Linked DNA regions of Scylla paramamosain: region 1 is linked to region 2. Evidence: chromatin contacts called from public Hi-C data. All regions are on one chromosome and are shown on one strand. Each heading gives the region's core, a stretch centred on a gene start, on an enhancer-like site or on the middle of the called end of the contact. The rest is flanking DNA. Distances are from core to core; before and after follow the strand shown. Region 1 holds the start of LOC135102074 (ras-related protein Rab-21-like). Region 2 overlaps LOC135102059 (SIN3-HDAC complex-associated factor-like).

Evidence for each region. Hi-C and Micro-C count contacts between places; a contact is called where the count stands out from the background.
Region 1: a contact with region 2 is called in a Hi-C map of testis, with 3 times the contacts expected there. The contact joins the promoter of LOC135102074 here to the enhancer-like site in region 2. A contact is called at or near these places in 2 of 2 Hi-C or Micro-C datasets (muscle and testis).

The regions. Positions count from the first base shown.
Region 1 is chr1:25,333,732-25,340,228 of ASM3559412v1, reverse strand. It overlaps LOC135102074 (ras-related protein Rab-21-like), which reads right to left and starts at 2,731. Exons shown (of 4, transcript XM_064006774.1): 1 at 2,462-2,731. The coding sequence starts at 2,602. LOC135102059 (SIN3-HDAC complex-associated factor-like) reads left to right here and starts at 3,244. Exons shown (of 7, transcript XM_064006749.1): 1 at 3,244-3,300.
Region 2 is chr1:25,251,109-25,257,709 of ASM3559412v1, reverse strand. LOC135102059 (SIN3-HDAC complex-associated factor-like) reads left to right here. Exons shown (of 7, transcript XM_064006749.1): 4 at 3,159-3,312; 5 at 3,462-3,583; 6 at 4,279-4,539; 7 at 5,243-6,601. The coding sequence ends at 5,534. Among protein-coding and RNA genes, the nearest start is that of LOC135102050, 9.5 kb to the right of the region's middle. Within about 2 kb of position 2,184, the one cell type or tissue checked has an H3K27ac peak away from gene starts, as active enhancers do.

The sequences.
Region 1 (6,497 bases), core at 1,482-3,981, 82 kb before region 2:
TGCAGAGATGCAAAATTAGGACTCATCTGAGAAAGCAACACATGGGACTGAAGGAGTCCTTAACATGACTGTATCTGAGGAGTGAGCACAAGACCTGACTCACCTGTGACCTAGATAGCTGCCTCAGGTGTTGTATATAGCAAGCTTTTCAATGCTTCTTTATTCCAAGTAACAGAAAGTATATCATATATGCATATTATTGAAAGGGATTTGTATAATGAACAGAAATACTTAGGTGTTAAAATCTGCCCTAAAAAGCATGACATTAGTAAAAATAATACTATCCTAAATGTTTAGGAAGTCACTACTGATCACAGCAAGGCATACTTTTCATTCAACATATCTTAAACAGTCCAGTGTTTATTAGTGTGCTTTCATTTTTTGAGTAAAACAATTAATATACAGAAATACCATTCTCTTTGCCTGCTCCTCTGACTCAATCACCAAAAATAAAATAAATAAATAAATAAATAAATAAATAAATAAATAAATAAAAGAGTTGATCTTTAATTTACTGACAATATCACAAGCGGTTACCTATTCACTTCAAAATGCCATGTATTCTAGTGCAATGGGCAGAAGGCTGCAGCAGTCTCTGTGAGCTATGCATCATGAATGAACTATCCAAAAGTTTTTTTTCCTGGCAGCAGGAGACCCTGACTTCTGCCCTGTTTATTAGTAGTCAAATGGGTGGACCTATGGCTAGATTCCAAGTGCTTTGGAAGAGCAAGGAGAATGCCTTTAATTTCTGGCTGAAATCAATTTGTACACTCACTCCCTCACTCATCAGAACACTATTATCTACAATAAATCTGGGAATATCTAAGGATTTTCCATTAATAATAATAAAAAAAAATTTAAAAAATCATGAGAAACATTGTAAAAACTGATTTGTTTGTGAAATTTTTGAAGAATGCAAAATTCATCAAATTTTCCCTACAAAATAGATGTTCTGGAATTTTTGGTCAAGCTTTGTCTCCTGCTTGCCTTCCCTTGTCAGCTCTTGCTCCCATTTTGCTACCACATCATCTGCTTTGCTGCTGTTCCTGTGACTTATGTTCTTATGTGACTTTTGGACTTCACAACCGTCAATCTTCACATCTGCACGACTTCTGGGTTTTTTGGTTGAGGTTTGTCCCCTGCATCACTTTATTAGGCATCAGGCCATGCCTTGTTGGTGTAGCCAAGCAACATACAAGTAGGTATGTATTTTTCAGTTTCATATGTTCCCCATGCTACCATCTGCCCCCTGGGCACCTTGAACCCAGAGTCTGCGGCCGGCCTCTCAGCCTCCGGGCTGATTGGATATGCAGCTGAGCACTCCCTTATACTACCACAGTTTTATTATTAATATATGGTGGCCTTTCTACAGTGTGTTTCCTTGCACTCTTGGGCAGCCTAGACCACTACTACACAAAACATAAGTGAACTAGAACATGAGTTGACTAAGGTTTCTTACATGCAGAGGCATGAGCTACCTTTCTTTGAGCTGATTCTTTTTTTCTAAAAAATGTTTTTATTCATGAAAAACTGTAAACCTGATTTGTTTATTAAATTTATGCCACTTATGAATTTTCTGAAAATGCCAAACTCATGAATTTTTCCTAGGAAATAGATATTCAGGTATTTAAAAGAGCTCTGTTTGACAATTAACTTTAAATAAAAAATTTACCTTCACCTAAAATTTTTATTTTTTTCCAAATCCTAATTAATATTTTCAAATTTAAAAAACTGTCTGTCACACAAGTTAGTGAAAGGAACCTATACAATAAACAGGATAAATATTAATAAAATGAATCTTCTTCACACTCAAGACAGCAATATACATACCAGCATAATATCCAGTTTATGTGTAGTAACTGAACATTCATACCAAGGCACCAGTCAGTTCCACCAAACCAGCCACCAGTCAGCTCCACCTACCAAGGCACCAGTCAGCTCCACCTAACCAGGCACCAGTCAGCTCCACCTACCAAGGCACCAGTCAGCTCCACCTAACCAGGCACCAGTCAGCTCCACCTACCAAGGCACCAGTCAGCTCCACCTAACCAGGCACCAGTCAGCTCCACCTACCAAGGCACCAATTACCTCCACCTAACCAGGCACCAGTCAGCTCCACCTACCAAGGCACCAGTCAGCTCCACCTACCAAGGCACCAGTCAGTTCCACCAAACCAGCCACCAGTCAGCTCCACCTACCAAGGCACCAGTCAGCTCCACCTACCAAGGCACCAGTCAGCTCCACCTACCAAGGCACCAGTCAGCTCCACCTAACCAGGCACCAGTCAGTTCCACCTACCAAGGCACCAGTCAGCTCCACCTACCAAGGTACCAGTCAGCTCCACCTAACCAGGCACTTGTCACGTGATGGCATGGCTTCCGTACCAGCACCTGCAAAGTTATTCTTTTCAATAAATTACAACAAACATAAATAAAATGATAAGGTGGGATTTGATCAGCACCTGTAATGTTGTTATGTGACGATCATTGAACTTGTCCTCGACGTATCTGAGCACCAGGCTGGTCTTGCCCACGCAACCCTCCCCCAGTAGCACGATCTTGAAGTTGTAGCTTCGTGACCCGCCAGCTGTCGCCACCGACATGGTGTATTAACTGTTTATGGACACGGTAAATAAGTAACTTAGATTCAGAGGTGAGTCGGAGAATAAATATTGTATAAAGAACCCCTCCTCCTCCTTTTTCCTATCACTGTAAACAAAGTCTCGTGACGTCACGATGGTCAAATGAAAGTCTACTAAAAGTGCCACATTGAAAGCTACATAAAGGACTCGACAACACCACAAAGGATGTTTTGTGTAACCTCTCATGGATGACTAATTAACGGATAATTTTATCTTTGGAATGACAACTATGAGAAAACAGTAAACATTTATTTTCCCAACGATGCATTACATAAAACTACATGGGATTTCGAAGTCGTTTGTAAAATTTATTTATTTTGACTATTTTCAAATAGAATCAATATTAATCCTTGAAAATTACGGTGAATCCTACATTTTTCAGTAACTTGCACGATGCGTCCATCAAATTTGGCAACACTGTAGCAATGACGAAATCACAAGTTGAAGTTTTGTTCATTGTATTCAAATGGTTATATGACAAATTAGATAAATTACCTGTATCAATGCTTAAATTTGTTTCGATGTGGCTCCCACGAGGGAAATGGAAAATGTTATATAATTCAAATAGCAGCACCTATAGTTAAAATGTAGCGAGAGGCGTGTGGGTGCGCAGCCTTCCTGCGCATCGATCCGGGAGCGCCGCTGACAGGACCAGTGTGGTAAGAGAAATTCTACATTTTTGTATTAAAGTGCTGTTAATCAACTTGTATCATGTTGTTTAATGCAGGTAATTGTTACATGAAGGCAGTGGCACTAAGTGTGTAGTACTGTCAGTAGTTGTAAGGGCGAGGGAAGACTGCAATGAGACAGGTTAGTGGTGTCCTTGTGGCCACGCTCCTTCCTCCACACCAGCAGTAATCTTTTCAAACTGCCGTCACCAGCAAACCACATACAGCCTGACAACTTGATACTGTCTTGCCATTCCGGGAGGCGGCTCTGAAATGTTTGTATGTCAGCAGAGTGGCGTGCTTGTCTGTGTAGTTTGGCGGACGTGACAAAGGATAAAATATGCCGTGTGTGTCCAGTTTTGAATGACCTCGCTTCCTTCCCTTCCCACGCCAGACCACGTTAGGACCAGATTTATCATTCCCTGTCCCTATGTATGCTATGATTGTCGGTCTGTGCTAATGTTTGAGGTATAGTAGAAGGCTGTGGTGATGTCGGCCAGGCGTATAGCCCTGGCGTAACCTTTTTGGGCTCGCTCCACCTTCCTAACGAGATATTTATGGCAGCCTCGCCGCGGACAGGTGTTGCAAATTGTTGCTCCTCGCCTTTCATGATAACTGCGTCAGCGTTTGGCGTGGTTGCAGTTAGTGTTCGGTCAGAAATTAATAGTATTTCAAACAATTGTAAGGGATTTGCGAGAGAGCAAACTGAGGGAGGGGGAGTTTCTTAATGGTGGGCGTCAGTCTGGCTTTGGTGTACGTCATCAAGTGGTAGGATGTCAGGACGGCGTAGGCATGATGCGGTGCGAGACTTAAAGGGCGTCATGGCCGCAACTGTCAGCACCCCACAACGCAGGGTAGTGTTAGGCCCCGTCATTGGTGCCATTGACACACTTGTTAACTCCTTTCACTGCAAAGTCACAGGAGAGCTTGGGCTGGAATGAGGCTGGCCTGGTTTCGTGATGACATGCTCTTCAGGGCTTGAAGTTATTCTCCTCATAACGTTTTCCTCATCTGGACGGTCTAAGATATCCTAATGAACCATATTAGAAAGAAATGGTATGTGTATTACATGTCATAAAAGTGTAAGCACTTACTCAGACATGTGGAACAAGGATGGATCAGAATATGTTGAATATGTTTGTTGGCCATACCAAAACAGTCCTGTAAAATGTTGTAATGAATGTTTAAAGCAAGCTTAACATGCAAATATTGGAAACATTTACCAGATGAATCTCCTATAGTTGGTTGGAAATGGGCTGAACTGTTTGGAGCAAAAGTGAGGCATTGTTGGTTGATCAGTAATGAACTTTTTATAATTGATCTTTTGGTGTCATAATGGTAAACCTTTGCATTCTGTAAAGATCAGCCTATATCACTTGATGATACATCACTTCACTTATCAGTTCTTCCAAGAATTGGTAGATTATGATTCTTACATTACTTTAGTGATTGTGGCTGACATAGGTTGCTAGTGATTCCTTATTGGCGGTGTCCTCCAAATCATATTACACATCAGGTTCTCCCAATACCTTTGGAATCTTGATTGTCATGCATATTGATAAGAATGCATTGTCTTCTCTTAATCATGGCTTTGTTCAAAGGTGTTGGATTGACAGGGAACCAGACACAAGGAGGAGGGTAGGAGTGTGAGGTTTTCATAAAGTTTAGGAAGATGCCTATCACTGAACCACAGTGACATCATTAAGATTAGTTAGCAGTTTAAATTCTTCTTAATCAGTGGATGATACTTTCCTGAATATATATATATATTTATATATATATATATATATATATATATATATATATATATATATATATATATATATATATATATATATATATATACAAATTATTTTGTAAAGTTTTACTTGCTATGTATTTTAATTTTATATATTCCCATTTGTTTTTGTGTATTATGTACAGTTTTATTTTCTCTATCTAATGATAGTATTTTGTTGGACCAAGGTGGTAATGTTTGAGAGTTTTTAGTTTTGTTTGGTTGTGAGGCATGGAAATTACTTACATACAAGGTCAAAGGAAGTATGTTTTAGATTACTGTGTTAGGTGCTTTGACATTGAGAAATTACTCTGTCACATCTGCTCACTGCCCTTTCCTCAGTGAGAGCAGGTTACTAGCACTACATTCCATACTCTGCTTGCTTGCTTTCATTGTTCACCTAGCTGTCTAAGGTTTGGTTGTGTCCTGTGATTGGCTCCACAAGACCATTCCAGATAATAATGGATATTTTATTGTATGTTACCTTTGCCAACTCTGCTTTTGTCCAAAAAATGGTTAACAGAAAATGCATACTTCACTTCTCAGAGTCTATTTGAGTGACAGGTTCTTGTAGGAATGTTTTCAGTTGTGTATGAGGAAAGTTGGAAATATTTTGAACATGCTAGTTAAGTAAAAAAAAAAGTAAGTAAATAAAAAAAAAGTATTAGGTAGAGAGATCTGAATATGAGAGATTTTTTTTGTGTGTGTGTGTGTGTGTGGGGAGGGGAGTTATGTCTCTAACTTGTAAATGTAGTGATAATTATATGTGTAACTTCATATGAATAAGAGACTGGTAAATGGCTTTGACAGAGAGAGAGAGAGAGAGAGAGAGAGAGAGAGAGAGAGAGAGAGAGAGAGAGAGAGAGAGAGCATTCTACTTAAAGCTACCTGCTAAAGTGAGAAAGGGATAAAGTCTAAAGTATTTTTATACAATTGTTCTGAAATATCATTCTTAGTTGGAAAATATAATTAAATGTGTATATTATTGATTGTAATGTAAGAGAGTTAAGAAACTTGTGATTGCAATAATAAACTGGCTAGGATAAGGATACAAATAAAGAGCAGCAAGGTGGGGAGTGATGAGGGGTTGGATTTAGGATGACAGGTATGCTATTAGGGAGAAAATGCACATCCTAGGATGGACAACAAATGGAGAACATGCAAGGGTGCTGATAGTGTTTTGATTGTTAACACCAGATTATGTTCATCAGACATGTGCATTATTTATTTAATCTACCTTATTTTTATCATATTTTATTTAAGATGCTGTACTTACAAGGATGCATTGTTGTTCTTACATTATTGCTACAATCACACTTAAAGGGTGCAGAGGTGTTTATGAGTCTGATGTCATGGTTGAATTCTGGAACATAATTAACTTAATTCACAGCAAAATGTCTGCTCAGAAGTT
Region 2 (6,601 bases), core at 935-3,434:
TATGAACTAAAACTGAAGAACAGTGATTATTGAACATAATCTTAAAAGTAGCAGATCTTTGGAAAAATATGACTAATAATACATTGGAAAGTCATGGCAGCTTGGGGTTTTTTTTATGGAGAACTATATCGTACTTTATTTACAAGGTTTGTATATGAAAAGATTTTCATAGATTTTGGTTTGAGCCATATTGCCCATGCATGAGGTTTCATTTGGAAGGCCAAATTTAACAGAGACCCAGGTCTCTGTTAAATTTGTATCGAATATTGTTAAATGACAATGAAATGGCATCAAACAAGAAAACCATACATATAACAAACACACCTCATGCTTGGTTCATTATCTGGAGCTATTGTTGAAATGCTGCTGCTACTTCTGGTAAAATGTATAAGCTTGTCTCCATGGTAGCCAGCTGAATGAAAGCAAATGCATAGGACATTAGTTTACAAATATTAGGGTGATAAGTAGGTATGCAGTAGTACAAACCAGAACCAAATGAAACCCATAAGTAAGATCAGAATGGTGTTTGATAAGTTTATATTATATTCAGAGATTTTCGCTTGTTAAATTCATGTTTTCTATTTCCATGCATATGTTGGTCCTTCACTCAGTACCTATATAGATAGGTCGTGAAAGTGAACTTATTTTTTTAAGAATCAGTCACGACTGATCATATTGCATTGATGAACAAAGAAGCTGTCTTTTGATTGATGATGATTTTTCGATACTGTATTCTACTGTTGTCTGTTGCATCCCGTCTTTGGTCGGGAAGAGCAGTTATGACCTTCACAACTCCCAGAAGCTAAAGATAAATTGTAGTGTCCCACACCTTTCCTCACTTATTTTTTCTTGAAGACACTAATCAAGTTTAATAATTAAAAAAAAATATATTAAAATCTGTAGTGGCACTTGTTCATCATTACAGACAAAATTAATGAAAATCATGGCTCACTGATTCATACCTTACTGGGTAGTGTAGGCAACATGAAAGTTAGAGGGTGGGAGCCACTTAACTACATTTCATTGACTATTTTAATACTCTATTATTATTTTCCATTGTTTTAAACACTTGGAAACTAATTTATGCCAAAACTGGGTGGCACTGTTTGTGCAAGACATTTGCACCCTCAGGTGACAAATTGCTATTGCTATAATCTTCAGATGTTCTGTCAGTTGTTAATAGAAACTGAAAACTTGCACACACCCATATTGTTGTGGTAACTGATCCTAAAGAAATAAGTTCATAAATTAAAGACTGTACAGAGAATAAATAAGATGATACCAAGTTAAGAATGAGAATATGATTACCAAAGTTGGAATATCTGAAGCTTCCACCATTATAGCTTGATTATGGTTATGTTTATACAGAACCTACTAAGGATTAGTAGTGCATTACTATATTGGATCATTTGCATGGAGGCTCCAACCCTACATATCCAGTTACTGAGATTATTCAGAGATTTAAATTTTTTGTCTTTACTAAAACATACTTTCATGAAAACATAGTATCTTATAGTATTACTAATTAATAAACAGTGCTTAGTAATATGTGTGTGTGTGTGTGTGTGTGTGTGTGTGTTAGAAATTATATCCAAGTGTGATGGAGGAAGGTGTAGTTAGAAGGGTAATGCAGCAAGGGTGTGAGGAGGAGGTACTCGTATAAATGTCTTTCATAGCGTGGCTGTGCTGTATTGGATGGTGTGATAATAACATAGGTACTGGTATGTAAGCAAGCATGACGGAATTTCTTCCAATTGTGAGAAAAACATTTCCATCAAGACAAATATATCACAAGAATATAATGATGACATGGCCTTAAGAGTAAGAATCTTTCATACCCTTAAAACCAAGTCATGTACTTTTAGAATTAAATCAGCACAAACTTTTCCCTGTATCTTATTGGTAATGAGAGCACATACACACACATTGTTGCTTAGTCATTCCTACATAGTATGATATTTAATAGCTTGTAATTTCTGTTTGCTTAAATCATGTTTCTCAAGATTCTTTATATAGGATACTGGACTCAGATATTTGTATTATATGTAGAATTAGACTAATTAATATTGTGATCTTTTAATAACTTTTTATTTTTGTGGAAGAGTATGAATATGTATAGAAAAGTAACTGTACAAGTTTACCTGGGTGATAGAACAAGCCCTGTTAGGATGGTGCACAGTGTAGCATACTTGCACACCTATTGGATTATGTAGGAGATGATAGAACAAGCCCTGTTAGGATGGTGCACAGTGTAGCATACTTGCACACCTATTGGATTATGTAGGACATATGTACTTGGCATTATTATCTTTCCTGAGGTTTGGAAGCATTGATGTTGATTATACTTGTGTTTTATTAATTAATTAATTATTATGGAATGTAGAGCAAGGTAAACCTTTTAAGATGAGGATATAAGTGAACACTATTACTAAACTGTATATGTGTTGTGAGTTAAGAATGGAGGGAGTAAGAAAAAAAAGGAATTAAGTGACCAGTAGATTAATTGAATGCAGTTCGATGTAGTAGCCAGTTTTCAGAAGAAAATAATTTATAAGGATATGCAGTGGAGCCATGAAGAATGTTGCCTTGTTAGTCACCTCAACAGTAATTTTAGTGGGATACATAAATGGCATCCATAGCATGGATAGTTACTGCAACACTCAGTTTATTCACTCACCTCTGTTTCATATTGCACAAACACATGTTTACCAGAAAACTACAAAAGAGGGGTGTATGAACAACAAAATTAGACTAGGGCATTTGAGCCATTTGACTTGCAGACATTATTAAAGCCAATTTGACATAATCATTTTGAGTATAATTCTTATATCAAGATGTGATATAGAATTTATTCAGAAATGTTAGAGAGCCTGTATTAAATCCTCAAACAAAGATAAGGAAATACAGCATCTTTATATGTGTGTATTGCATAATATGATGATTTATGAAGGAAGGAGGTAGTCTTACATCTTCACAAATATTTGGGTAATGATAATGATCAAATATATATGTTAGGTATTAAAATCACTGTAATATGTAATAGTTATTGAAGAAAAATATGGATAGGAGATGAGGGTATAATTAAGCACAGAAGAATAATTGGTTTATTTCCACAAAGATCACAGATTATTTATTTTCTGCTTTTTTTATCTCCCCAGCTCACGCTTCACAGACTCAAAGAAGTATGAAGATGACTTTGTGGACTGCTTCAACTTGAAGGAGCGGAGATCTGGGGAGATATGCAATGCCTGTGTCCTCTTAGTGAAGCGTTGGAAGAAGCTGCCCAAGGGAACTGATCGCAACTGGCACCATGTAAGTATAATTAATTTAGTATGCATTGGTTCCATATTTTATTAATGGACAACATATATCTTCTTAGAAGAAAATAATATAAAAGGTATATAAAGTTAGGAGACTGAAATTATAATTGTCCTCATGTTAACATTGTTATATTTTAACAGGTTGTTGATGCAAGGGCTGGGCCTGGTACAAAATCCCTCACAAAATTCAAGAGTAAGAAAATAAAAAAGAACTTAGACAATCCAGATAAACCATTGAAGGAAAAGATAAAGAAGAAGCATAGGTGAGTATGAGGAGAGAGATAATTGTGAATTCTGTTTATTATTTATTGAATGTAATTTTTGTGACCACATTTTCTGTGAAGAATGGTCGTACAAGTTTACATTATAGAGTTTGTTACACCTTTCAATGAGTAAGTTTAAAGTTTATTAATGTACACACCTTAGAAATATTTATGAATATCATAATGGTAAGACAGTATCTAGTGGAGCTGAAAGGGTTTTGGAAAAATATTTTTATAGTAACAAAGATTAATTAGGATAAGCAAAGAGCTAGGAGGATTAAGAGCAGATATGGGACAGAAAAGACATTAATTTACATAATATAAAGAGACAATGCTTTATAATTGGTAATCATTGTTCTGTGGATAAATGTTTGGACTTGGCAGAAAGAGTTTTATCCAAATGCAAAGGTTTTACTAGTCTTGTGCAGTTGGCTCTTTGAATTGTTGTAACATTCTTCAGTTAATTTCATTCTGCATATAATTCACATTAGTAAAAAAATTCCTTTAAAAAGATAATATTGTGACAAATGCAATGCTAGATATTCTCACTGGAATATGGTTTAAGGACATTAAGATATAGAAGATTGCAGTCATAATTCAGAAGTTATTTAAAAAATATGTATAGTTAGTAGAGCCAGTTTGAATGCTTTTAACATTCCTTTATATAGAGTACTCATTGCTAATTATCCTCACAGGTATATCAGGAAGGTTGGGCGGGAGAGATCTCCAGGAGCTCTAAGTGATGATATTGCTGTGGGGGATGAGAGGTTAAGTGACGGGTCTGGTCCTTCTGTGCCTGGCTCCCTGGCCCCTTCCCCCTATCCCTCCCCCTACCCCTCAGAGGATGATGCAGACTCACAAGATCGCACACTACTCTCAGGAGCTGCCAAGAGGAAGACCATCCCACCTTCACAGTTTCAACTTAGTAGCTTTGTTGATCTAACATACTGGAAACAGTGAGTATTGCTCTGTGTGCATGTGTCATAAATCTTGACAAACATAGGTCCTACATGAGTGGCTGAAGTAAGCTATTGGCATTGTGGTCCGAGTGTTCAAATTATGTTTAGGTTGAAAATATCCTCTTTTCAGAGTATTTCCAAAAGCTTGAATGCACTGAAGCATTCACTTTTTCTTGTGTATTTGAAAAAGATGTTTCCACACTTTTTATTGGATGAATGTTCTTGGATATTGCCTTTTATAGAAAAGGGAAAGGTTTCCATATGACTTCTGTAAATTATTATGCATGTTGCTGCTTGTAAGAAGAGGGAATTTAAAAAATGTGCTGGTTATGGGAAAGGTTATAGAGAGACTCAAGATGAAATTGTTTCCATAAATTTGCAAAAGTTTAAATGAAAAGACTGGAACTGAAGAATATGAATATAGAGAAGCATTGGATGAATCATATTTAATCTCTTAAAGAAAGTTTAAATGTAAAATAGTAATCATTAGTACATGGATATATGTTCAGCTTTATCTGAGGGTACCTAATATTCTTTGCCAAAGGAGATATATCAGTTTGAACATACTTTTCATGTCTGTTTTATAAAATCAGAATAGAAGTCTTTCCCATAGCCCCAGTACTGACACATCATCCCTACTGTCAATCTGCCACAGCTGCCAATCTCATTAGCAAGACTTTACCTTTCCTTAATTCCACAGGGAGAAGGTGTGCTGTGGTCTCATCTTTAGAGGGGACTGTGGTGAGGTGCTCATTGACCCTCGGTTCTTCCACCCATGTTCATGCCGCATGAAGGCGCTGGAGCTTTCCCCAGCCCCCACACCTGCCTCCACTCCCAGGGCCTCATCATCTGACGGTGGCAGCAACTACTATGATGATGAGGACTACCAGGACTCCGACTCCCTGGATGACAGGCTGGACTACTACTCTTCCGTGGGTGGCTCTCCCTCCGGCCCCCTCATGCCCCACCTGACAACGGGACTTGCAAGTTAACTATAGTGTTTATTAGCTGGCAAAATTATGACTAACTACCTATTAAATTATTGGTAGATGTGTACACTGTACCTTTTTTATTATTATTATTTAGATACAACATTTTAAGAAGAAAATTTCCATGATCAATATTAGTGTTCTGAAATTTTTATTTATTACCCATGGGTCCAAGACTTGTATTTTTCAGGGTTGATATGAAATTTTTAAAAATAGGAAACAAAAAAAAATGTATGTTTGGCACAGAGCTAGGCTGCAGCCCCTCTCATCTTTTTTAAGTCTTGTTATGACAATCTGTTTCATGGCAATACTCGTCTTGCTGCACCAATCAAGCCGTCCACCTCTGCAAGCAGTTTACCAGTTGTCCACATTGAAAACTGAATCAGTTAGTACATTCATACAAAACTATTTTATATTACTATTTTTACCTGTAAAAGATTTTATATATATCAGATTTAGAAGACTTGATCCTGTACTGCATTCAGCTTTCATCATGTGAACACTCAGTGCAACACATTCAGTGGATGTCAAATCCCAGCTCAGTCTATGGAAAATGAAGCCTTGAAGCAAATCCCATGCAAGCTTTAAAATAAACTGAACAGTGTATGGGTTGTGAGAGGTGTCGTTACCGGTGCTGTGGGTGGTGCTGCTGCTGCTGCTGCTGCTTGCTGCTGCTGCTGCTGCTGGCAACGGCGGGTGCGGCAGGACGGTTCTAGGATCTCCATATCAGGGAGTGGGCTCGGCTGCCTCTTGTCCTCAGGTCACAGGGCTCATGTGCTCAGTCCACCAGTCACTGGCTCCTCTCTTGTCTTGTCAACAACTTTTCTCCCTCAGATAGAGGATTTGGCATCCTTTATTTTTCTTACCACCTTGAGTACTGCCATCACTATGAATGCTAGTGGGAGTGGTAGTTACTCTCCTACATGTAAAAAATCTTTGTGATATGAATGTTTCCAGCACAAGTACCTTAGCAGCTGTGGTAATGGTGGGGCTGGACCGCACTCAGGAAGGTCACCTCCTGTTGGTCTATGTGGCACAGGCTGCTGCTGTGCCGGTCTGCTTGAGGCCTT